Regions from separate parts of the Mus musculus genome. Here regions 2, 3, 4, 5 and 6 are each linked to region 1. Evidence: chromatin contacts called from public promoter capture Hi-C data. All regions are on one chromosome and are shown on one strand. Each heading gives the region's core, a stretch centred on a gene start, on an enhancer-like site or on the middle of the called end of the contact. The rest is flanking DNA. Distances are from core to core; before and after follow the strand shown.

The links. Promoter capture Hi-C pulls out the DNA fragments that hold promoters and counts their contacts.
Region 2: a promoter capture Hi-C map of liver shows a contact between it and region 1, with 7 times the contacts expected there. The contact joins the promoter of Astl here to the promoter of Idh3b in region 1. A contact is called at or near these places in 1 of 39 promoter capture datasets (liver), 1 of 115 datasets of contacts at active chromatin or transcription factors (thymic regulatory T cells) and 1 of 9 other capture datasets (macrophages).
Region 3: a promoter capture Hi-C map of liver shows a contact between it and region 1, with 8 times the contacts expected there. The contact joins the promoter of Adra2b here to the promoter of Idh3b in region 1.
Region 4: a promoter capture Hi-C map of liver shows a contact between it and region 1, with 6 times the contacts expected there. The contact joins the promoter of Fahd2a here to the promoter of Idh3b in region 1. A contact is called at or near these places in 4 of 39 promoter capture datasets (liver, pre-B cells and second pharyngeal arch cranial neural crest).
Region 5: a contact with region 1 is called in a promoter capture Hi-C map of liver, with 3 times the contacts expected there. The contact joins the promoter of Kcnip3 here to the promoter of Idh3b in region 1. A contact is called at or near these places in 2 of 39 promoter capture datasets (both in liver).
Region 6: a contact with region 1 is called in a promoter capture Hi-C map of liver, with 3 times the contacts expected there. The contact joins the promoter of Bub1 here to the promoter of Idh3b in region 1. A contact is called at or near these places in 3 of 39 promoter capture datasets (the C10 cell line, liver and pre-B cells) and 1 of 115 datasets of contacts at active chromatin or transcription factors (astrocytes).

Annotation. Positions count from the first base shown.
Region 1 is chr2:130,282,408-130,286,446 of GRCm38.p6, reverse strand. It overlaps Idh3b (isocitrate dehydrogenase 3 (NAD+) beta), which reads left to right and starts at 1,996. Exons shown (of 12, transcript NM_130884.4): 1 at 1,996-2,065; 2 at 2,199-2,276; 3 at 2,411-2,509; 4 at 2,618-2,738. The coding sequence starts at 2,030.
Region 2 is chr2:127,339,870-127,343,908 of GRCm38.p6, reverse strand. Astl (astacin-like metalloendopeptidase (M12 family)) reads right to left here and starts at 2,273. Exons shown (of 9, transcript NM_001291003.1): 1 at 2,158-2,273; 2 at 1,433-1,558. The coding sequence starts at 2,212.
Region 3 is chr2:127,361,262-127,365,300 of GRCm38.p6, reverse strand. Adra2b (adrenergic receptor, alpha 2b) reads right to left here and starts at 2,122. Exons shown (of 1, transcript NM_009633.4): 1 at 1-2,122. The coding sequence starts at 1,721. The coding sequence ends at 375.
Region 4 is chr2:127,442,718-127,446,756 of GRCm38.p6, reverse strand. Fahd2a (fumarylacetoacetate hydrolase domain containing 2A) reads left to right here and starts at 2,192. Exons shown (of 8, transcript NM_029629.2): 1 at 2,192-2,340.
Region 5 is chr2:127,519,610-127,523,648 of GRCm38.p6, reverse strand. Kcnip3 (Kv channel interacting protein 3, calsenilin) reads left to right here and starts at 2,257. Exons shown (of 9, transcript NM_019789.4): 1 at 2,257-2,411. The coding sequence starts at 2,397. All of the region lies in intron 2 of Gm35478 (a long non-coding RNA gene), which reads right to left.
Region 6 is chr2:127,829,513-127,833,551 of GRCm38.p6, reverse strand. It overlaps Bub1 (BUB1, mitotic checkpoint serine/threonine kinase), which reads left to right and starts at 1,693. Exons shown (of 25, transcript NM_009772.2): 1 at 1,693-1,832; 2 at 3,815-3,874; 3 at 3,976-4,039. The coding sequence starts at 1,807.

The sequences.
Region 1 (4,039 bases), core at 747-3,246:
CATCGCCAAAACCCCTCTCATGTCTAATCCAAAACAACACATGCCTCTAGTGGGCACTTCCAAATCTGACTTCTTTTTGAAGGTTATGTGAATATGTCATATAGTACTGGTGGTCGTCTAGGGGAGTGCCAGGTTTGTTCCTTGAAATGGACAGAGAACTGAGTGTTCAAGAAAGACAGAAGACCAAGCCATAGAGAAAGCAAAAGTAGAAGTTTTATCTTTTCGAATTGGGAGAGGCCCTAAAGCTGGGAGTCCACTATATTGATGCTGTTTGTGTATTTTTAAAAATATTTATTTTATGTGTATGCCCTTGAGTGTATGTATGTGCATCATATGCATACAAGGGTCAGAAGAAGTATTGGATCCCCAGGAACTGGAATTACAGATGGTTGTGAGCTGTCATGTGGGTGCCGGGAACAAAATCTGGGTCCTCTGCAAGAGCAGTAAATGCTCGTAACTACGGAGCAGCCTCTACCCACCCCCATGTATCTGCTTGTGTACTTTATAGGGCCCTAGAGTCTTCTCCCTGATGGTCCTGCTCAGATACCTGATGTGCCTTGAGTGAAAATGGCCAGTTTGAACTGGAGAGAGAGAGAGAGAGAGAGAGCCCAGCTGCTTCCTGATCTTGCTGCCGTCCCTTCCCCTCTGTGGTGACTGGGGTCTCCTGGAGCCATGAGCTAAAGTAAATCTGTTCTTTCGAAAGCTGCTTTTGTCTGTGTTTTGTCCCAACAATGATAAAAGTAATTGATACAAGTCCATTAGGCAGGCATGGGGTACACGCCTTTAATCCTAGCACTTAGAAAGCAAAGAGGCAGGTGGATCTCTCTGAGTTCCAGGTCAGCCTGGTCTACATAGGAAGTTATAGGTCAACCAGGGATATAAAGAGAGATCCTGTCTCAACAAAACATACATGCCTGTTCTGATACACTTTCCGTGTAGCACTCAATAAATTATATGAGATACTCAACATTCTATTATAAAATAGACACTGGGTTTAGCAATCTAATGGAGTTTTGAGAGGAGATGATATAGAGGACCCGCCCCCCATCCAGGATCCCTGGGGACATAACTAAGCAGCTAAATCAATGTCAGTAACTCTTTATTTCCAGAAGTAGTGGGAGAGAAACTATCAGCTATCATGATGAATGAGTTTTCTGTTTACTGCATGAGAACAAATTCATGAGTGAAACACACACAGATCTATAATCAAACTATTGAAAACACACCATTTCACCTGTAATACATACATGGCTAGAGGTGCCCTGCAGGATAGTTATAATCTTCATCATATGTACAAAGGAGAATGTACAGGGATATACACAGCAATGTTGCTGAGAAGAGCCCAAATCAGATTTCATACTAGGTATCTGCCTATTTAAGAAAGGATTAAGCAATTTAGTAAATTTAAATTATAGCATACTATACAGTGGAGCAAAAGAATTAGCTTTTATTTTTCAGCTTCTTTTTTTTTTTTTCCAGGATGTGGTGGTGCACACCTTTAATTCCAGCACTTGGGAGGTGGAGGCAGGCGGGTCTATGAGTTTGAGGCCAGCCTGGTCTACAGAGCTACCTCATCAACTCCAAGTTAGTTTTCTTATCATAACCAGTTTTCTTTGTAATCTGAATTATTTTACCTATTTAAAAGAATTCTAAGTGACTAACAGTGAGTACTAGTTAAGAGAATAACGCATAACAGAACATTCAAACATTCACAAATTCCCAAGACTTCTCAACTTATTGTTAAACTCACATCCTTGTTCAATACTTGGCCATATATATTTGGATGTTGTTTTGAATTTTCAAGAGAAATTAAATCTGACGAGTGAAAACAAAGCAAACAGACAAACTGGTTGTGTGTCCTGTGACCCTACATTACCAAACAGAAGGAGAGAACTCAAGTGAATCCGTACACACCGCCGATTGGTACGGGAGAAAGAACCGCCAAGCTCGCCAGGGCTGACAGGAAGTCCAGCTCCCACGACCGCGCTCGCTTCCGGCGTCACTTCCCCCGCGACTTCCTCGGCCGAACATGGCAGCGCTGAGCAATGTCCGCTGGCTGACCCGAGTGAGGCCCGGGACGACCTGAGCGGAGGGTGGGCGGGAGAACAGAGGGTTTGTCCGCGGTTTCCAAAAGAAGGCAAGGTCATCGCGGTGTAAGGGGCCGCGGTGTCCCCGATCTGACCTTGTGTCTGTCGCAGGCGGTGCTCGCCGCTCGGAACTCCGGGGCATGGAGAGGTCTCGGAACATCTACGGCTCACGCCGCTTCCCAGAGCCAGGTACGCTTGAGTCCAGCTTCGTTCTCGCCCATCCTTGTCGCCTCCTTGCCGCTCCCCTGGGTTTCCCCTCCCCACCTCTTTCCCTCTGACTCCCACTTCTGCCCCTGCTCCATCTCTGCTGGCCCCACTCACAGGCACAAGATGTGAGGGTGGAGGGTGCCTTTCCTGTGACCATGCTGCCTGGAGACGGCGTGGGGCCAGAGCTCATGCATGCTGTCAAGGAAGTGTTCAAGGTGAATAGCCCGGGGCGGGGGATGGGTGGCGGATCAGGCTACAGGGATGGATGGGTTGTTGGAAAGTTCAGACCTGACCCAGCCCTGTGCTTGGACTTATCCCTGAAGGCTGCTGCTGTCCCTGTGGAATTTAAGGAGCATCATCTGAGCGAGGTGCAGAATATGGCTTCTGAGGAGAAGCTGGAGCAGGTGCTGAGTTCCATGAAGGAGAACAAAGTTGCCATCATTGGTTTGTATGGCACTCTGTCATTTAAGAGCAGTGTTCATAAAGCCCCTCTCTCTGCAGTGTGTATATATCAGTTTTCCAGACTGGCCTCTACTGACATTTAGGAATTTGTTTCTTCTCAGTGGCAAACCAGGAGTTAGTGATGTCAGGAAGGGGTTGGGACCTGCTGAGGCTGTGTCACCGGGGTCAGACCCTGTTAGTTGTGTCTGCGTGCCCATTCTTTTTTGGTTTGTTCATTTATTGTTTGTTGTTGTTGTTGTTGTTGTTGTTAGTTTTTCCAGGTAGGGTTTCTCTGTGTAGCCCCGGCTGTTCTGGAACTCTCTGTAGACCAGGCTGGACTCGAACTCACAGAGATCTGCCTGCCTCTGCCTCTCTGCTCTCTGCCTCTGCCTCCCAAGGGCTGAGATTAAAGGCACGGCCACCCTAACCCAGTGTGCGCTGATCATTCTAACCACTCCATTTCTTCTCTTGTGCTGTTTTATTCCCCATATTGGATTTTTAAAAATTTATTTATTTATTTATTTATTTAGCTTGTAGGTTTCCTCCTATAGACCCACTTTCTTGGACAGCCTCACTTGCAGGGCCAGCTTTTGCAGAGGAAAGTCAGTTCTTTATAATCTGGCCCCTGATGTTCCTGTTTTCCTTTCTACAATTTGTTCTGTGCGTTGCTCACAATCCGCTGTCCTAATTGTCCTGTATATGTCACTGTGTCACCTATCAGGATCTCCACTCACTTGTGGCATTAGTTTCCTATGACTGCCATTGGATGCTACTGAAAATAACATATATAATTCAGTTCCTGAAGCTACAGTCCCTCTAAGTTCCTTGGGGCAAGTTTGATCCTCACCAGCAAAATACCCAATTTCCTTTTCTTGTTTTTTCTTTGTGCACAACTACTATCAAATGGCAATCAACCAACAACCCCTCTCTGCTTCTCAGGACCCTAACATTTCTATACCCTCTTGAAAAGCTCCCACAATTCTAAATGTTACATAATCACAAAAACTACCTGATCCCAGGCAAAACCACACCCGGCATGAGGCAAATCTTAGTCAACTGCTGTGAAGAGTCTGAAGCAGACCTGTATCCCACACCTGGGAATAAAACAAAAACATAGTCTCATAACATTTCAGTGGATTTTTTTATAAAGAAACCAAAATTCTCACTATAAAATCCTCATTTATAGTTTCTCCCTGCCGCCTCCCCCCCCCCCCCCCCAAATAAAGTCATGTTTATGGTTTCTTGGTGTAAGCTCATGGGCCTATCATTTGGGGCCTATCACTGGTCAACTCACTGAAGGTACT
Region 2 (4,039 bases), core at 1,024-3,523, 2.9 Mb after region 1:
CCAGAACACAGGCTGGGATGGACTCAGCAATGCCAGTGTCTATATCTTCTACTTGGAGACTAAACTTCTGTGAGCACCAAGGCTGTGTGGCTTTGGGGAAGTACAGCAGCCCCTGCTGGGTCCTAGCCTGCAAATGTGTGTGTGTGTGAGGTTCTCGGCCTGTTCTCATCCTTCCCCTGGTTAAATGCAGTCCATGACTCCCTCAGCATGTGTGAGCCAACCCCAACTCCAGGCCCCCTGCTCTCCGGATGCAGGTCCTTCTTCTATCCAGGCTCCCTCCAGCCCAAGCCACACTCCCCAGAACATGTCCTGGTCTCTCCTGCCTTACCTTGCTCCCACCCACCACCTAGTTTCTATTATCCATAATCTGAGGTAGCTAGGAGCTGAAATTGCAAGTCACAACCACAGAAGGGAGTTGAGGTTGGTGAATACTTCTTGTCTCAGTCTGCTTTGGTTTCTCATCTTCCTGTCAGGGAGCCTCCTGCAGCTGACTGCTGGGAAGAGAAATCTTGGGACCCATGAGGCAGTGAAGGAAGCCACAGAAAGCTTGAGAGGAGTGACTACAGGAGCACTGCCGGATCCCCATCGTAACTTCTGACTACGGATGGTGGCACAGACTAGACCCACCCTCTTGTGAGTCCTCTTAGGTAGGAGAGGTCGCCTCAGGATTATCTGATCAAGGTTGCATCCTGAAATCTAAAAGGCCACTCATTCTCCAGGATCTGGTATAGTTGTGTGGCCTTAGCCCTCAGAGCTGTCATTCACAGCTGCAGCTGGTGGTGTTTACGAACAAGACATCAGCTAGGCAGGGACAGCTGTTAGCAACTACTGTGAGCCCGAGCATGGGAAAGTCTGTGACTTTGAGAGCGAGTGCCAGGGAAGCCATATGACTGACCGAGGACTGGGTCCATCTGAGCTTCTAACCAGAGAATGAAGGGAGCAGTAGTCACCATCTACACTAAAGCAAGATTACCGCTGTTCTGCCAACATTTCAGCCCATGATGACGCCAAGATCTGAATTCATTTCCATTGCCAACAACTTCAGCCCAATGCGTCTGTGTTCCTCATGTCCGAGATCCCCAGACAAAGATGCCCTGAGCCACAGACTTCTTTGTTCCTTAACAATCCACCCCACTTGGCCAGGTCACGCTTACACACCGCTACTTACAGAGAGATTGACATGCTCTCAAATATCGACTGATGATTTTACTCAAGTCCCAAGCCGAGAGAACACCAGTGCTCTTATCAGATCATTCTAAAGACATTTACAGTATCTCATATAAAAAATATTAACCAGCAAAAGAATACAGAAAAACAGACAAGCATTTCCTCATGAAACTTGATTTCCCTGCATGCATGGGGACATTTCCTCTCAATCTTTTCCGCATGTCCACATTCAGCATGGCTTTGGAGTGTGGCCCCGTGTTCTCACCTTGGTTAATTGCGGGGATGTCCTTGTCCTGAAATACCGGGCTTCCCTCAGGAGTGAAGCCTTCTGGAACACTGGTACTGCAGACTCCAGAACATCTGGATGCTGAGGGTGCTCCCATGCTCAAACCTGGCTCAGGAAGACAAGTGCAGACATATAGATGCCCCCGGGACTCCACTGTGAGCCGGGACAGCAGGCAGCAAAATCCAGCCCCTTCCAGGAGAGGCCACCCAGGATGCATTCCTGAAGCCTGCCTGGCTATCTCACTCATCATACCTGGTGACAAGGCCTAGATGCCTTCAGTGAAGGAGATCCCTTTAAGGGACTAACACTTGGCTCAGAAAGGCTAGGGCAGCCAATATGAGGCAGAAAAGAGGCACAGTAGACTTTAAATCTTCAGGCAGCACCAGAATCAAGGCTGGCCTCAGACCCTACTCTTGAACATTTCTCTCCACTCAGGCTGAGTGCCTGCTGCCCCAGCCAGGCTAGAAACTGGCTTACCTTAAAACAAGTAGGTATATGGTATGACACTTGGCAATCTGCTGTTAGGTGGGCCCTCTCTACTCCTACAAGTATCAGGAGGCCTCCTCCTTGGTTCCCAGGGGCTCACTCATAGGTACAACCCTACAACGCCATGTTGGAGCTGTGAAACTAAGTTAAGATTATCTTAAGCCACAGCTGCAGCCTCTGGCCTCTTCCCAATGTCCCAGAGACTGGAGCCAGCTTACCTAGCAAGGAGAGCATAGTTAATATCCAAGGCCACAGGCTTCCCATGATACCCATGGTGGGTCCTCACTGCCCTCTTGGCAAGCAACACACAGAAATGTGGCAGGGAAAGGCCTCCTTAACTCAGGGACTCTACCATCCACCCCCTTTAATAGGGGCTTCTCCAGCCCACACCTGCAGCCTCCCAACCACCTCCACCTGCAGTTCCTCCCAACAACTATCACCTGAAGACCTGCCCAGTCTTACCAGAGGACTCTACCCCTGTCCCCAGCCTGAGCCTTCTGGACCATAGTCCCATCCATCTTGGCTGAAGTGGGTAAAAAGTGGGCCGGGGACACAAAACAAATCCTTAGGATACCCTTGAGCAGGGTAGCTTCCCTGAGATTCCCCCTCCTGCCACCAGAGGGCAGAGAAGCATTGCAGCCTCATGTAGTTCATGACTTGGATTGAGATCCAGTCACTAAAAGGGGGCTTTCCTTTTCCTGTTCCACCAACTACCGGAGGGTTCAGACCCAGAAAATCTGCTGGGAAACTCAAGGCACCTCTCCCTATGTGGTCACCATACCCGTATAATCTCTCCCCTCCCCCCTCCCCTCCTCTATTTATACGAGAAAGGGTCTCATTAAGTAGCTTTGGCTGTCCTGGAACTCAGTATGTAGACCAGGCTGGCCTCAAACTCAGAGAGATCTGCCTGCTGCCTGTGTCTACCTCCTGAGTGCTGGGATTAAAGGCATGTGTCACTATGCCCAGCTATAAGCTTTTATTTCAGAAGCCATATAGGAAAGTACACAGGTTGCAAGACTCTGAGAAACTTCACACTGAACACCAGCATCATCAGCACCCAGAGACGCCCCCCACTGCAGAGGGGACACTTTTGAACTCTTAGACGCTCATATGACTGTGGTCCTTCCAATGCCACTGCCCACTGACATGATCGGCCAGGGCCCCTTCCCATTTCACTAATTCAAAATACAAAGCTCCCAGACTTTCTTCCTTTACATCCTGCCATCCAGAGACCCGGCCTGGATGGACAGCCTGGAACATACCAAGTCCACCCCCATGTTCAGTAAAGGAAAGCCAGAGCTCCACAAGGACCTGTTGGCATTCTTGCTGAGCCTGGGGCAAACATCTCTCAAGAAGTAGAAGCTAGAGCCAGACAGAGGGGCTATAATAAAAGCAGATGCTGCTGATGCCTGAGCAGAATCTAGACTGGTTTCCAGGAATCCGATGGATATGCTAATTATCTTGACCAGCAGACTCATTCCTTCACAGTGCTTATATATGTCAAAGCTTGTCAAGTACCTTAAACACTCCATTTTTTTCCCATTAAAAAAGAAGATGCCAGGGGTGGTGGCGCACCCCTTTAATCCCAGGATGTGGGAGGCAGAGGCAGGAGGATTTCTGAGTTTGAGGCCAGCTTGGTCTACAAAGTGAGTTCCAGTACAGCCAGGGCTACACAGAGAAACCCTGTCTTGAAAAACAGAAGAAGAAGAAGAAGAAGAAGAAGAAGAAGAAGAAGAAGAAGAAGAAGAAGAAGAAGAAGAAGAAGAAGAAGAAGAAAACGACGACATGAGTTGTCATGGTGGTTCACACCTGAAATCCCGTAGAACCGATTGAAAATTAGCCTGGGCTACATAGTGAGGGGCCATCTCAAAAATATATTTAAAACAATGACCTAACTACTTAAATGTGCTTACTAAAATCATTATCATCACATTAGTGGAAAATCTCATACACAGTATTTGGGAGGCAAAGGTAGGTGGATCTCTTGTGAGTTTGAGGTCAATTTGGTCTACATATTCAGTTCCAGACAAATCAAGGCCACATAGTAAGACTGTCTTAAAAAAGGAAAGGAAGGAAGAGAGGGAGGAGAGGAAAGAAAGA
Region 3 (4,039 bases), core at 873-3,372, 2.9 Mb after region 1:
TGAGAAAGAAAGAAAACCACCACAAGTGGCCTGCCAAGGCACAGGGGGTCTCCAGGAAAGGGAAGCCTGCCTGTTGGCTTACAGGTGGCTGGGAGGGAGGTATTCTAATCAGCCTTGGCCACGTTCGAGAAGGTCCAAGCTACCCTTCCTGAAGAGAGAGCAGGGAAGAGGTATCCCACAGTACAGTCAGCAAGGGAAGGTTTCAAATGAGCCCCTGGGAACAGCACATTTGTCCTTTCCCCTTCAGGGGTGTCTGAGGATGAGGTCTGCAAATGGGCCCCAGGGAAATGGTCACATAGACTGCGGAGGTGGCAGACTACCACCGGGTGGTCCTGGCACTAACCCTGCCTGGCACTGGCCCGGAGCAGGCAGGCTCACCAGCCAGTCTGGGTCCACTGCCGGCAAAGGATCCTTCGAAAGGCACGGCGGAAGTCCTGGTTGAAGATGGTGTAGATGACAGGATTCAAAGAGCTGTTGCAGTAGCCAATCCAGAAGAAGAACTGGAAGAGGCCATGGGGTACCTTGCAGTGCTGTGGGCAGATGGCCCCCAGGCTGTAGCTGAAGAAGAAAGGAAACCAACAGACCACAAAAACACCAATGACCACCGCCAGCACAAAGGTGAACCTCTTCTCTCGGCTCAGCTGTGTCCGACGGCGCCACCACTGCCCACTGGCCACACCCACATTCTTGCTCAGAAGCACCTGGCCACGTAGCGTGGCCAGCACCCGGGAAGTCTGAGGCTGCTGCAAGGGTGGGTTGAATACTGAGGCAGGAGAAGCTGGCAGTGTTTGGGGTTCACATTCTTCCACCTCCTCTTCATCCTCTTCAGCTCCCTTCTCTGCAGTTGCCCCACTAGTCCCCTTCTTCTGGTCCTGGACTGATCTGGGCAGGGCAGACCAATTGGGTGGCAAAGCCCTGGCTTCGGGATCTTCAGGGGTCTCCCCCTCCTCCTTCTCCCTTGGAGGCTTGGGGTGTCCATTAGCCTCTCCGACAGAAGATAGAGGAGAGACCAGGGTGGGCACTTTAGCCGAGGCTGGAACTCCCCCGGCGGCCGGATGGGGCTTCTTGGACTCACCCTCCCCAGAGCCCCTCTTAGCTCCGAGACCTCTGCAGTGGCTGCGTTTGGCAATTACATAGATTCGCAGGTAGACGAGAATCATGATGAGGCAGGGAGCAAAAAAAGATCCGATGCTGGAAGCCAAGATGTACCAGGCTTCTTGGTTGAGCTCACACTGGGGGAGCCCGTGGGGCTCTGGGCGCTGGTCGCCCTTGTAGATGAGGGGCGGTAGAGAAATGACGGCTGCAATGAGCCACACGGTGAGGATGATGCATTTGATGCGGCGTGGAGTGCGCTTGGAGTTGTACTCCAATGCTCGGCTCACTGCCCAGTATCTGTCCAGACTGATGGCACACAGGTGCACGATGGAGGAGGTACAGAAGAGCACGTCTAGCGCCAGGTAGACCTCGCACCACGCACGCCAGAAGTACCAATAGCCCAGCAGCTCGTTGGCCAGAGAGAAAGGGATGATAAGAGTAGCCACTAGGATGTCGGCTGCTGCCAGTGACACCAGGAAGAGGTTTTGTGGTGCACGGAGAGAGCGGCTGGTCAACACAGCCAGAATTACCAGCGCATTGCCGAAAATGGTGAAGAGGATGAGAAAGGTGATGGCCGACGCGATGGCGGCGGTGGCCTGCACCGAGTAGGGCTCCTGGTGGACCATGGCGGGGCCGGACATGTCCAGAGAGAAAGATGCTGGCCAAACTCACAGTACGCAGGAGAAAGCGCCACCCTAGCTCCGCTACTGTTGGGGGCCGTCCCCCCAGGCGGTGCAGATGGCTCTGGAGCACCGTAGCCTGGCCGGAGGTCCGGGGACACCCAGGACCATCTATCGCTCTCTTACGTTCTCTGCCACTGGTGCCCGGCGTCCCTGCAGTCCGCCCCAGAGAAGTTTTCCAAGTTGTCTCACTGCCGTCCCGGGACCAGAGGAAAGTCGCGCCGTCGTGCGGCACAGCTGCAGGACTCACAGAACCGACTGGGGAAGCGCACCCTGCTCTCGGTAAAGGCGCTCTCTCCCGGAGCCGCGCCTGCAGTCAGCCCTCCGCGCAGGGGCGTGAGGAGGAGAGCCAGCACCGCGGGAGGAGGGAGGAGATTGGGGGCGGGAGCTGGAGGAGGGAAGGAGGCGGGGCGGGCGATCCGACCAGGGTGGGTGGAAGGTGCGCTTTGCGGGACATGGACCTGCGACGCACATCTTTTACTCGCCCCGGGCCCCAACATCTTTCTCCTTCCCGCCGCTGCGCGGCCGAGTCTAGAGAGCAGGGAGTCTGGGGTCGTCGGCGTTCTGGGAAGAGTATGTACCGAAGAGAATCGGTGCGTGCTGAGACCCGGAGCTGGTCTGTCCCAAGGGTCCACTTGCCTTCTGTCTGCGAGTCTAGGACAGAGCACCCAGATCGATAGACTGCTTTTGTCGCTTGCAGCAGCCCGACAGAAAAGCGTGTAGGAGAGTGTTGAGCTCTTAAGCATAATAAGCCACACCTCCATCCAGCATCCCAGCAACCGAGAACCTTAGGGGCCGGACCAAAGTGGGGAGAGAGTTCCAAATCCCCTTTCCTAACGCTTCCCCACCCAAACACCACTAGGTCTAGGTCAGACTTGCGAGGTGCAATGAGTGAGTCTCTGTGCTGCGAGCGCCCTCTGCTGCCATCTGAGTGCAAGAGGCTAGGGGCCGATGTCCTCGCAGGTCCCAGACACACACACACACACACACACACACACACACACACACACACACACACACACACACACACACACACACTAACTACTCCTTGGTGAGAAGCGACTAGTGGACTTCAACCACCCTATTGCTGCTTCCTTTTTCTCCATTAAAGGCAAAAAAAAAGTTAAAGTAGGAAGGGAAAACTGGAGAGATGGATCCGTGGTTAAGAGTGCCTCTTGTAGAGAACCTGTGTTCGGTTCCCAGCAGCCACAACAGGTAGCTCAAAACTGTAACTCCCGTTTCAGGGATGGTATGCCTCTGGCCTCCACCTACACTCCCCTGAACATAGCCACACAGAGACCCATACTTTAAAACAAATCTTAAAGAGGGAAACAGCTTGACTCAAAGCGCAGGTTTGGAGAGGAGCCTCTTGACCAACGGAAAAGGAGGTCCCTCCTCCAGAGCGGTGTGAGGAGATCTCTCCATAGCTCAGAAAAAGTCAATGTGGGTGGCTCAGGTGTAGAAAGGAGCCGGCCTTGGCCGCCCCAGATGTTCATGCAGCCTATCCAGTGGGAGAACAAGTTTGAGTGCTGAGCGCTTGCTCTTGCAGAGGACCCGATTTCAGTTTCAAACCCCTTTCCATCAGCTCACAACAGAATGTAATTCTAGTTCCAGGATATCTGATGACCTCACTTGACGCCACAGGCACCAAGCGCACAGGTGAAACATAAATACACGCAGAAAAAAACAATCATACACAAAAAAATAATAAATCTTTAAAAAAAAAAACTTTGAACTGGGCCCTGCTCCACCCCCAGCCTCAAGGAGGTTTCTCCACAGCTTGTGTGAAAAGAACCAGGCCTTGTATTTACAGCTCCTAATTCTGAAGGGCACTACATAAATATATATATATGAATCCCTAAAGATGGAGTCCACTCCCAAATCTCACCTCAAGTCAGTGAGTCTACTGGACTTGTCATGGCCACCACTGTGAGATCTCAAATGTGACCGTTGGGTCCCCACAGACCAGTCTTTCCTCAACTCAGTCTCCAGATCACCATGCCTAGCCACATGGGGACACTTTGAGCAATGCCTCCCCACCTCAGGCCGAGCTGCAGCTAGCTCTCTAGTTAGGTGGGACTGTCACAACCAGAGAGGGTGGTGCCATGTAGACCAGGCTTGAAAAGGACAGCCATTCACCTGCCCCTTTGAGGCTGTAGTCTTGAGACAGGTCTTACAGACCATCACGTTGGACAGGGCTTGAGTCCACAGCCACAGGTGATGAAGAAGTCCTCGTAGCCCCATTTACTGAGAAAGGGCTGAGG
Region 4 (4,039 bases), core at 943-3,442, 2.8 Mb after region 1:
TATTTGGATCAAATTGTGATCCAAAATGTCCCTCTTCTTCCTTAAGTTTTATGCCAGCTGTTTTGTTACAGCAGCAAGAAAAGTATGTGGGGAATTCAAGGAGCCAGCCCCTCCTATTCTCTCTCTACAAGTTTTTATAATTTTTATGTGTATGAGTGTTTTGTCTGCATGCATGTCTGTTTACTACATGCATGCTCAGTACCTATATGGGCCAGAGAGGGTGTCAGATATCTCAGAACTAGAGTTACAGCTCGTTGTGAGGCACCATGTAGGTCCTGAAACTCAAACCAGGTCTTCTGAAAGAGCAGCAGGTGCTCTCAACCACTGAGCCATCTCTCCAGCCCACCTCCTCTCTTTCTGCCAGCCGTCCATGCCACCATCAACAGTACACATGAATGTCCTGGCTGAACTCTCAAGACAATCAACAACACTGAAGAAAGAAGCAGATGTCAGTCCCTTATTGGCATGCTCTGAAGTTATTGTCCAGTTTCTAACTGTGAGGATGAAGCCTGATTTTACCTGAGAATTTGTAATCGTTGATATCAGAGCTAGGAAGAATGTTGTCAACCCCACAAGCAGGCTAAGCAACCATGGAGTGATGAGTCCCAGGTTTGATGTGCAGCTCCAAGACCTAGAGCATAGCAAAATCGCCTGCTCCTGTCACATCGGTTTGGTTTCATTGTGCTGTCAACCTCAGCTGACATCATGAACTATGAAGAAGAAAAACAAAATCACACAGGAAGGAAAGCCCTGGTCTTTTTCTAGGATTGAAAACATTGGTGTTAAAAGAAAAAAGAAGTCAGGTGTGGTGGTGCATGCCTTTAATCCCAGCACTCAGGAGGCAGAGGCAGGCGGATTTCTGAGTTCGAGGCCAGCCTGGTCTACAGAGTGAGTTCCAGGACAGCCAGGGCTACACAGAGAAACCCTGTCTCAAAAAACCAAAACCAAAAAAAAAAAAAAAAAAAAAAAAAAAAAAAAAAAAGCCTCACTGGGAAAAAATAAGAGGAATCTAATAAAAGCCTGTGCTTCTTCCTGGGGCAATGGAAGCCTCGGATGCTCTGTCTGGACCTTGATTCACTTAGGAGGCTCCTTCTCAGAGTCCCCTTTACATTTTCATAGGCCAGAGGACTCGGGGTGTGGTTGTAGAGGATGTTTCCACCCGAATGCCTGCTGCCTGGACTTGCCCATCACCCCACACACACCCTTTTCCCCCTAAAATAAGGTTCGTGAAGAACAGGGTGCTGCTACAAGTAGGTGAAGTTGGTGAGCCCTGACAAGCCTAAAAAGTAGACAGGCCACCATCTGTCTTCACTGTGTGCATTAAAGAAAAAATGGTGAAAAGCTGGCTACGACTTTGCCAATGTGGTCACACTGGAAAGAAAAGAGAAAAGACAAGAAAGGAAAGGGGAAAAGGTTCAGTGACTCCCCAAAGTCCATCTTTGGAGTCCCGACATGAGGTTCAGATTCTCAAATAGAAAGCAAGTGGTGTACATAACTAAGCAGTCTTGGTCAAGGTGTGGTCTTGCCGGTTATTGATCCACCATTATCTCAGTTCCAGTCTATCCCACAAGATAGTCTGACCAGTTGCCAAATCTGTGATATAGCTTACTGGGTGACAAAACTCCTCCTCTAGCTGGCACACACAAGCTTCAGTCTTTTCTTTCCCCCAGCACACAAGATTCATGGGGGAAAGCCCAGTAGCTGAAGGAAGGACACAAGTGTCTTTTGCCTTCAGAATCGCTTCATACCTGCCAAGACAACTAAATAAGTGGTTGGACGAGCCCTTACTGGCTCAGGAGCCATCATGGGCAAAATCACTCCTAGCCTTTATGTTTTCTCCACGAATACAACACATATAGACATCCCTGTCCTTGGTGGGTCAACATTAGAGCACAAAACTACTTGTTACTGTCTACCAGAGTGCTTCCTGGACAACTATGAGTAGGTGCCTGGCCCAGAAGCAGCGCCTGGCCAGAATTAGAAGCTCAAAGGTCGGATGCGCTCTCTCCGAGCCTGGGTATCCCAGGGTCACCCTGGAGCCAGCCACGGTCTCCCCAAATGCACACACTAGGCACCTGCTGGAAGTTCTGTGGCTAAAAGAAGTACCTAACAGCAGGAGGGCGGACTTCCGGGAGGAAGCAGGTGTCCTCCTGGTGGCGACAGCTTCGTGACGTCACCATATCGCGACTGCGAAGGGGCGGTCCCTATATTCCTTGGAGAAGAGTTAAGTGCTTGCAGCGGTACTGGCTGTGGCTTCTCCGCCCTCCCCTCTTGTCCTGCGGCTCCGCAGGCGTCCGCTGACAGCGCAGGAAGCCGGACAAGTCCGGCTGCAACGACCAGGTAAACTGAGGCTAGGCCAACTCAGAGGGAGTTGAACCGGACGTTGGGAGCCGAGTGGCTGACCTCGGTTCCCAGATCAGCAGGGTCACACGCACGGCGCAGCGCCTCAAGCTGCCCATTGCTGTGCTGTTTGCTAAGGGACCTTTGTGCTGCGAGTCATAGTGATTCGAGAGAATGAAATAACCTGTGAGCGCCCGTCACAGATTCATCATCAGCGGGGCTTAGAGTTATCAGAGAGCAGGTGTTCTGCCTTACCTCCACGGCCATGACCATGGGCTGGTAGCAGTTAGGACCTGAGAGGAGTAGGCAGGATTGAAACTAGATTATCTTGCTTGAGAAGTATCTTGCTTTTGAATTAAGAACTTCAATGTCATCTAGACATGGATTCAAATGCCAATTTTCTTTTAGCTGTAAGACCCTTGAACCTTAGGCAAACCAAACCCCTCTTACCCTATCCAAGCCTTGGCTTGTTCATCTGTAAAACTGGACCAGCAGCACCTGCCAAGCCACCGTCAAGAGAATTATAGTAGACCTCACAAGTGAGACACTTGGCTTTCCCTGGGACAGTACTGTTTTAGTGTATGGTGTGACTGGTCACATATGCTGGACCAGCCTTTGGACTGTGGCATGGCGGTACTTGTGTAAAACGACAGAGCAGGAGATGGAAAGCCTTTGGTTTTCTGGCCAGACTTGCAAGCTGGCACTCTGGTGATCCTGAACAGGGTAGGTTGGCTCAACCAGGTGAGGACCAAGAGCCCTGAACTGACGGAGCTACGTCTAGCAGTCTCTCTCATTTTTAGTATAAAGACGTGTGTGTGTGTGTGTGTGTGTGTGTGTGCGTGTGCGTGTGCGCGTACGCGTACTTTAGTCTTTGAGACAGAGTTTTTCATTGGCCTGAAACTCAACAATTAGGCTAGACTGGCTGGCTAGCAAGCCCCAGGAATCTACCTGTCTCCACCTATCCGGCACTGGGATTACAAGCATAGACCACTGTGTACAAACTTTTTTATGTGGGTTCTGGGGATTTAACTGATCTTCAGGCTTTCAGTGGAAACATTTTACCAGCCATGCTGTCTTCCTAGCCCCACACTGGTTTTAAAAGAAAGCTATCCAGAAGGGAGAGGACTCTGACAGGGAATGAAGACCAGACCTAGATTAAGACAAAGAAAGGGAATGAGTGAGGATATAGAGTGCAGATTATCTGGGGAATAGCTCAAGCTAGCATGTGCCTTCCAGGCCGGCACCTGTACCATTAAAAACAAAGGCAGCACGATAATGAAGCTTAACTTTGGGTGGAGCCTGGAACTCATAGCAGGCCCTGAACCTTTTCAATGGTATCCAAGAGGTCTGGATCTGAAGAAGGAAGACATGGGCCACGTCCCAAAGTTGATCATCACTAGGCTTTTCCAAGAAGTGAAAAGTCAAGTCCCTTGCACCTTCCATCTGTTCAGTGGACAGAGGCAGTGCAAGCCTGTGTTCCATACACAGCAGCAACAGTGTAGGCTCAGTAGTTAAAGAGACAGACATTGCTACTGAACCCAGGGAGATAGCTAAGCAATGTGTGAAGCCAAGTATCTGGGCTCTTGGTGCCCTGAGTCTCCCTGTTCACCAGCAGCAGAAACTGGTACCTACTAGAGGTGATGGAGGGTAGCTCCTAAGCCAAGCTGGCTGGGGTTCTAGCTTGAGCATGTGAGCAGAA
Region 5 (4,039 bases), core at 1,008-3,507, 2.8 Mb after region 1:
GCGAGATTAGACCTGACTGCACACAGCGGTGGCCCTCTCACAAGGAAGGGCTGTGAAGCACGAGCCCTGAGAGATGTCCCTACCTGCTCTCCAAGGCCCAGACACAGAAACGGCCTGAGGGAAAGACATGAAACTAGAGGCTTGTCAGAGCTAAGTCTGAGAGGCCAGAGGAGGAAATAATTGAGTCTGGTCGGGAGAGGTCTTGAGCAGGAACTGGGGAGGGTTCAGAGGACTCCAAGGTCTTTGGTTGTGTTTTTGTGAGTTTCTCTCTTGCATAGGAGGAAAGGGCTCCAGTCAGCTGTAGTGGCCCACAGCTGAGTCTTCGAGTGTTATAATACAAAGAAGAAAACAGCCTCCTGAAATATGGAATTATCCCTCCTTCTTCCTCATGCAATCTGTACCCCACCCCACCCCCGGCCCACCCGAGGAAGCCACAGCCAAGATCCATCACCCTAACAGTTTTCAAACCACACTGGACCTCCTTCAGCATCCTAAACCTTTTTGTGGGTCAGCAGGCCCCCAATCTTCTCAAATTCCAAGAGTTTAGGGGAAGTCAGCCTGTGCCCATGTGGCAAAGCAAGGCTGAGGTCCACTTGAGGAGATCTGCTTCAGCCCTTTTCGTTCCTCCATCTCCCAGAGACCCTGGAAGGACCCCAGCAATGCCCAGGCCCTGGGAAAGTCTGAGAGGACCCAAGGAAAGGGGGTCAGGTGACTTGAGGCTCCTGGCAGGGCACAGATGCCCATTCATACGTTTTATGAGGAGGGCCTGCTGGATAGGGCTGGGGAGGTTGCTGGCTCCCTGGTAGGCCCAGGACGGAAGGGTTCTGTTCTAGGCTGGCTCTGCCACAGCCTGTTACTCCCAAGGAGCTCCTATCAGAGGAGTGGAATCTCAGCAAGGGAGCCAAGCAGAGACTTGTGGCTCTCTAGAAAGAGGCACTGACTTGGAGTGGAGTGCTCAGACAACCCTGCCTCTCAAAAAATGCCACAAGTAAGGACAGGGCTTGATTCCTGAATCGTGGACATGTAACTGGTGGGTAGAGAGTTCCTCCAGAACTGGCTCTGAGTGAACACAGTCTGGATATACTGCTTTGTTGGATAGGTAAAGACTCAGCTTTCCTGAGTTTTGCCATCATTAACATAGACTGGGATAATGACCCTTTTCTTCTAAGCCCACTATGCCACTCCAAGGCCTTATGGGAATTTGCCTAATGCCAAGTCAGTTTGGAAGATTGGCACTGACCCCGGAGCCTCTGGGACCCTTGTCGTCCTCTTTCCCAGAGAGCCCTCTGTGGGAGAGTCTCTTGCCCGGAGTGAAGTCCTGCTGTGCAGATGGCAGAACTGTCCCCTCCCCTCTGGGGACAGCTTTCCTGCCTCGGGATCAACAGCCCCAGGGTTTTGCCCGGGGAGGGTCTAGCAGCTGCCGCTAATTGGCTGACTCAATAAAAAGGGGGTGGGACAGGGTAGGAAGGGCAAGCAAGTGCTCCTGGGCTTTCTGGGAAAGAGGGGATGGCTCAGGCTCTGTTTCCATGGGAACTACTGGCACTGGCAGGCTCCTCCGGGCGCCAAAAAGGGAAACTTGGCGCTGGTCTCCGTACCTGGCTCCTGGTGGATTCCCTTGGGCATTAGAAAATGCCCAAGAGCTTGTCTCCCACAGGGCAGGAAGGAGCCTTCCCGAGGACGGTCAGGACCCTCGATCCCTTCTCCATCCCCAGGTCCCACGCCAGGAGATCTAGGGGAGGTCCCGTGGTTGCTCTGAATGCCTGAATTTGGTCCCAACCTCAAGTCAAAGGACAGTGAAACTGGGAAAGTGTGAAGTGCTCGCTCCAGCTTGGAAGGTTTTCATACAGCAAGGCCTATGAGGGGTCGCACAGAGGTGACTAACAGATAGGGGAGAGCAACAAGAGGTGTTAGGACCCCAGGTGTTACCTTAGTGACGTAATCCCAAGGGCTCCTCTCTGTCCTGCGCAGGGACTGGTGGTGGAGTACCCTCCCTTCTATCCCTGTGACTGGGAAGGGTAGGAACAGACCCTGTACTAGAGGGAGATGAGAACCAGGGACAGACCCTGAGCCTAACTAAGCAAGGGGGGTTGGGGGCCAGATAGGCTGAGAGGCCAGGACTAGGAGCACAGGAAAAAGAGAAACTGGAGGTTGTCAGGATGGAGGCGAAGGAGGGGGGAGATAAGAGGGGGAGGGAAGAGGCAGAGGAAGAGAGGTGGAGCTAAGACTCGGAAGGAAGGGAGGGTGGAAGGAGTGGGCAGGGGGCGGGAGAGAAACCTCCAGTGACAATTGCGTCTGGGTCCAAGCAAACATGAGGCAGCTGCCAGCCGGACCAAGCAGTCTGGCTTGCTCGGGCTGCAAAGCGGGAAGATTAGTGACGGTCCCTTTCAGCAGCAGAGATGCAGAGGACCAAGGTAGGCGCTGAGGGGCTGAGGACTTGCCTGGACTTGGGGAAGGTGGGGCTCTGATGTTGGTCTTGACTAGAGAGTATTTTCACAGTGGTCCTTGGCCCCTACTCTCGCTAATCCATATAAGGGAAAGTAATTGTTCAGAGCATTCCTGCCTGGGAGGCTGGAATCCCGTGGCCTTTGGATGGAAGAGGCTCTGGGTGTCTGTGGACAGAAGAGAAGCTTGAAATTAGCTCCATGGCTGGTCCTGTTCAGTTAGGTCCTTGGGGCAGGGGCTGGGGTAGCTGACCCTGACCCTAGCCTCATAGATCTTAGTGAGACACAGGAGCATGGAAAAGGATGTCTTATGTGTGTGGGCAAGCCAACGGGCAAAGCTTTCAAGTAATCCATCAATGAATGAATGAAGACCCCCCCTTCTTCTTAAAGCACTATGAGACCCCTAATAAAATCACAAACATCTCTGCCTCTGTGGAGCTGTTGGGGGATGGAGAGAGAGGGGAGGCAAAGAGGCACCCGGTACAAAGTTCAAGAAATAGTAGCCAGGTGAGGGGAAGAAGAGAGACAAAAAAAAAATTAAAAAAAAAACAAAAGGTGTGCTCCAGCTTAGCACCGACCCTCAGAAAGTCTGACCTGGATGCCGCACACAAGTCCAGGGTAATCTTGCTTAGGGGGAGAAAGGATCAGATCCAGGTCCGGTTGAATGCCCCAAATAAGGAAATCAAGGTCTTATTTAAAAAAAAAAATAGATATTGGGCTGGCATCTTACAGTCTTTCTTCCCAAAAGATGTCTTCCTGCCCCACTCCCAATGAGGGCAAGCAGCCCAGAGAGGGCTGGAGACTGATTTCAGGCCATTCTGCCCCAGAGTCCAGGTTACTATCCCTGTCCTCTGGTCCAGTTCCCAGAATACCATGAAGGATCTGCAGATGGAACAAAGCCCTTTGAGCACAAGGGCAGGGTACCTTGAAAGGTACTTTCTCTCTTGTCACACCTGTCTCTAGAAAGCTCTGGACTGGCACAGCAGAAGCATAAACAGCTCTCTGTCCCAGACTCACATCCACACTCAGATGATAGGTGAAGCTGTGTGCATCTACAGACATTGGACACACAGATACCCTATGACTGTACCCCTCCCTCACAGAGCCCAGCAACGTGACTCTGTGTGTCCACAGATACAGGGAGTTCTACAGCCATGTGTGCATAGACCTGCACACAGCTGGCACTGTCCATCAGCAGGGGATAGCATAGCCCCCTTCCCTTTACCCATCTCTGGTGGCTCTAATTCCCAGAATTCTTCCTGGGTCCTTAACCACTACTCCCCTACCAGATGAGCAGAGTGTGAGGTCAGAGTCCCATAGTCCACTTGGCTGTTCTATTGGCCATTGTGGCCTCCACTGTGCCCACCATTGGCTCCTGGGCACTCATGGAACTCATTAGGCTTATGGCTGCCCCCTGGATTTCCATGTGTAGCTTGGCCCAAGATGGAAGCCAGCACCACAGTGACAGTGGAGCTGGATAAAGTCCCTACTGTCCCCTACCAGTAGGAGATTATGGAGGTAGCAGGACGGACAGCAACTAACATAGGCTGGGAGATGGCCACACTTGTCACAGTCACTAGCTGACCCAGTTCTGTCCC
Region 6 (4,039 bases), core at 444-2,943, 2.5 Mb after region 1:
AGCCAAGACTAACAGAGAAACCTTGTCTCGAAAAAAACAACAAACAAACAAACAACAACAACAACAAAAACCGATGAATTTATGAAGTTCTAAGGCAAATGGATAGAACTAGAAAATATCATGCTGAGTGAGGTAACCCAACCGCAAAAGAAAACACATGGTATGCACTCACTGATAAGTGGATACAAGCCCTAAAATAACCAGGATTCAATTCACAGACCACATGAAGCTCAAGAAGGAAGACCAAAGAGTGGGTGCTTCGGTCCTTCTTGGAGAACAAAATACTCATAGGAGCAAATATGGAGATAAAGTGTAGAGCAGAGCCTAAAGGAAAGGCCACCCAGAGACTGTCCCACCTGGGAATTTATCCCATATACAATTATCAAACCCAGATACTATTGTGGATGCCAAGAAGTGCATGCTGAAAGGAGCCTGATATGTCTGTCTCCTGAGAGGCCTTGCCAGAGCCTTACAAATAGAGGCAGATGTTAGCAGCCAAACATTGGAAGTGTATTCTTAATCTACTTTGCTTGCTACTATCTACGAGGAATGCAAGAACCTGGAACTCCCTCTAGTGGTGTTTACCAATTCTGCCAATATCATGGCCACAGACAATATTTTCGTGTGCAGCTATAAAGACATGTCAGGAATGTTCCTCTAGTTAGATGATTCTAGGAAATCAAATGGGAAATCACTCATAATTCTTTTCTCTAGGTTAGAAAATGTCTATCTGTCCAGAAGCTGCAATATCTTTTTTATCAACTTGAAGGAGCTGAAAAACTCCCAGGACCTTTAGAAACAGGAAGGTAGTAATCGCATGAGTCTTTTATGTTCTACTTGCTTTGGTCAAGTGACCCTAGAGAGGCAAAGTGGGAAGTTATTAAAACTCAAGAAGCAGGGAAGACTAGATTATTTCTCAACTCACTCTCAGGGCACATGAACATGTTAAATATTTATTCTTGGACTTCCGGACTCTTTAAAATTACTATGAATATTTTACAAATACGTGTGGGTGTGCCTTTATGTGAACCAAGTGTGGCAGAGGCCAAAGGCATGGGATCCCATAAAACTCTGGATGGACACACACACACACACACACACACACACACACACACACATATACATGGCTATTTGTCTTCATTCGTGAACCAGACATAATGATTGTGGTTTCCTCATTTGTTATATGAGTATGTGCCACGGCATGCATGTGGAGATCAGAGGACAACTTGAGGAAGTTGGTTTTCTTTCCTTCCACCTTGTGGATGCTTTTATTCACCGAGCCAGCTCACCAGCTATGCCATTTCTGTTAAGCAAAGAGGACAAAAATTCGTGAGTGACTCTCAAGACCCAAGAGGACTCAAAGGGGTTTCAGTCACAGAATCGTCACGTTCGGCCTGGTAGTGTAATACTGTAAGCCAGTTGCCATTTATACCGTTTTTTAAAAAGTAATAATAATAACTCTATGCCAAAACATGGCTAGTGTCTCACTAGAATGGAAACAAACCTTAGCTCAGTCAGCACCTAGCATAGGACTCACTAAAAGGCAAATGAAAAGAACTGCGGGCTAGGGACGGAGGGGGCGGGGACGGAGGCGGGACTTTGTCTCCCAGCAACGGCCGCAGCGATTGGCCAGCTCTCCCGCAGCGGAGACCAATAGTCAGGCGCGCTGCCCACGTTCGACATCACAAGTGCGGCTGCGCGGGGAATTCGAATCGCCGGCGGCCTTCGAGACTCGGGGTTAGGGGCTGATGGGGAGTTTGGTCGGCGGCTGGTGGGGTATTTCGCCGCTGCGCGTTTTTTCTCGTCATGGACAACCTAGAAAATGTCTTTCGGTAAGTGTCGGTCAGGTGCGGTGAGGTGGGCCGGTCGGGACGGTTAGAGTCCGGGTCCCTCAGGCGCGCTTTCTCCTCAGCGCCGCTTCCTCAGCGGGTTCGCTGCACCAGGCCTCAGCCAAGGCGGTAGCCCCCGGGTCACTCGAGTAGACGTGCAAGCTGCAGCCGGCTACCGTTTTGTGCCGAGGATTTGGGCAGTCTGCGGAACCTTCTGAAGTCACGTATCTTCTCCATGGGGAACTTCCTCTAGACGCGAGGGACGCCCCGCCTTCAAAACCCAAACTTGTGTGGTGGTGGAGATTTTTGGAGAAAATTTCAAAGTCTGATAAAAATGCCACCCAACTAAGGAAAGAATTTATTATTTCTCGATTGCCTGATACGTAAGAAAAAAATTAAAGCTGAACTTTATGGGGGGGGGGGAATGCTTGCTATTAAGTCATTTGAGGCTTCCTGCAGGCACTGATTGGTTATTTGTTTTTGTTTTGGGGTCTGGGGGCGGGCGCTTAGGTGACTTACTCAGCCTGTGATGTTAAGCCATTTAAAACTGTTAAATCGGATGTTACAAGAAATACAATTTTATTTTCATCAGTTCTTTAGGTATTCTAAGAGTAAGATATCCAAAATCTGTTGGCGTTAAGCAATTTAATTTTTGATCAGATCGACTAAGGATTTCCCCTCCCCGTTCTAAAATAGAAGCTAGGTATTTTGATTTTTAAAGACTAATTTATTTTAATGATTTGATGTTTAAGCCATTTTCCCAGGAGGTGTGGTTGGTGTGGGGCTATTCAATGTTTGTTTATCTTGGACAAATATTTGTATTTCTTATTTTGCTAAATAAGAACTTCTAAACACAGAAGTAGTGCTGACATTTCAAACATGCTAAAAAGAATCCAAAATGAATCCAAAGTGAAAAAGTGAGAATCGTTGACTTAAAAATAAATTGCTAAAATCTCTACTAAATTATGAGAAAACCATTGCAGTTTCTCTGAATGATCATTTCAGTTTGCCAGTGAAATATATTTTGAGATATAGTTTTCTGGTCATCTACCAAAATACTACTTTTAAATTCTTTTTCTCCTAATCTTATCATTTCTCAGTTTAAAAACCTATGGTTGTTTCTCAACTTGATGCATACTGAGAATACAGTTAATTGCCATGTATCCTCTCTCCAAAGTTGTACACATACTATTCTCACCCTTACTTGCTGTAACTTCTGAACTCATTACTGTTTATGGTTCCAGCCCTGCTCCTTTTTGTGAAGGAACAAAGAAGACATTTAAAATGCAGATAGAGCTTGCCACCTCTTCTCTTCACACTTTATTTGACTCTTTCTGCTCAAGTTCTGTCAGCCTGTATGATTTCCCTAACATGCCTGTGGTAGCTAGCTAACAAGTCCTTAAGTATAACATATGCCCACTCTTACTCCTTTAGTTTGCCCCCCTTTTCTATTTAATAGTTAACGAAACATGGTACTATTTTTATGTTTGTGTTTGTTTATCCCACTAGCATCTGAGGTCATTGGGCCCTGATTTGTTTGCCTGACTTCTTAAGCTGTGGTTAGGTACTATGGAAGTAAGGGAAGCAAAGTCCTCTGGGAGCATTGTCATCATGGGCTCTTCCTTTGGGACAATGTTAGATTTGGACTCAAGCCAACAGTCTCTGGAAACTCCGAATTGAATTACTGGGGCTATCACACCAAAAGGAGAGGCATTCTTTGGATCTTAGTCTAACCCTCTAACTTAGCTGTGCTCTTGAGAAATAAGACAATGACGTTGGAGATCAACTAATCTAGATAGACTATGAAGCAAATACTGTTTCTGACTTTTTGAACACTTCTGAATGATTGCTCTTTTATGTGATATTTGGGTTGTTGAAGTCAAGATTTCCATTCTCTAGTACATAGATAACATAATGTAGAATCAAATATATCTTTGTCATCTAGGAATTATTCTTTCTTTCATGTGTGTACTTCTCTATTCTAGCATGTTTGAAGCCCATATGCAAAGCTACACGGGTAATGACCCACTTGGAGAATGGGAAAGGTTAGTGCATGTTTGTTTGTTTTCCTTTAAACAAAGGAACCATATTTTACCCTGTGGAAAACTAATATCCGTGGAAAACTAATATCCGTATTTTTTTCTAGCTTTATAAAGTGGGTAGAAGAGAATTTTCCTGACAATAAAGAATACTTGATGACATTATTAGAA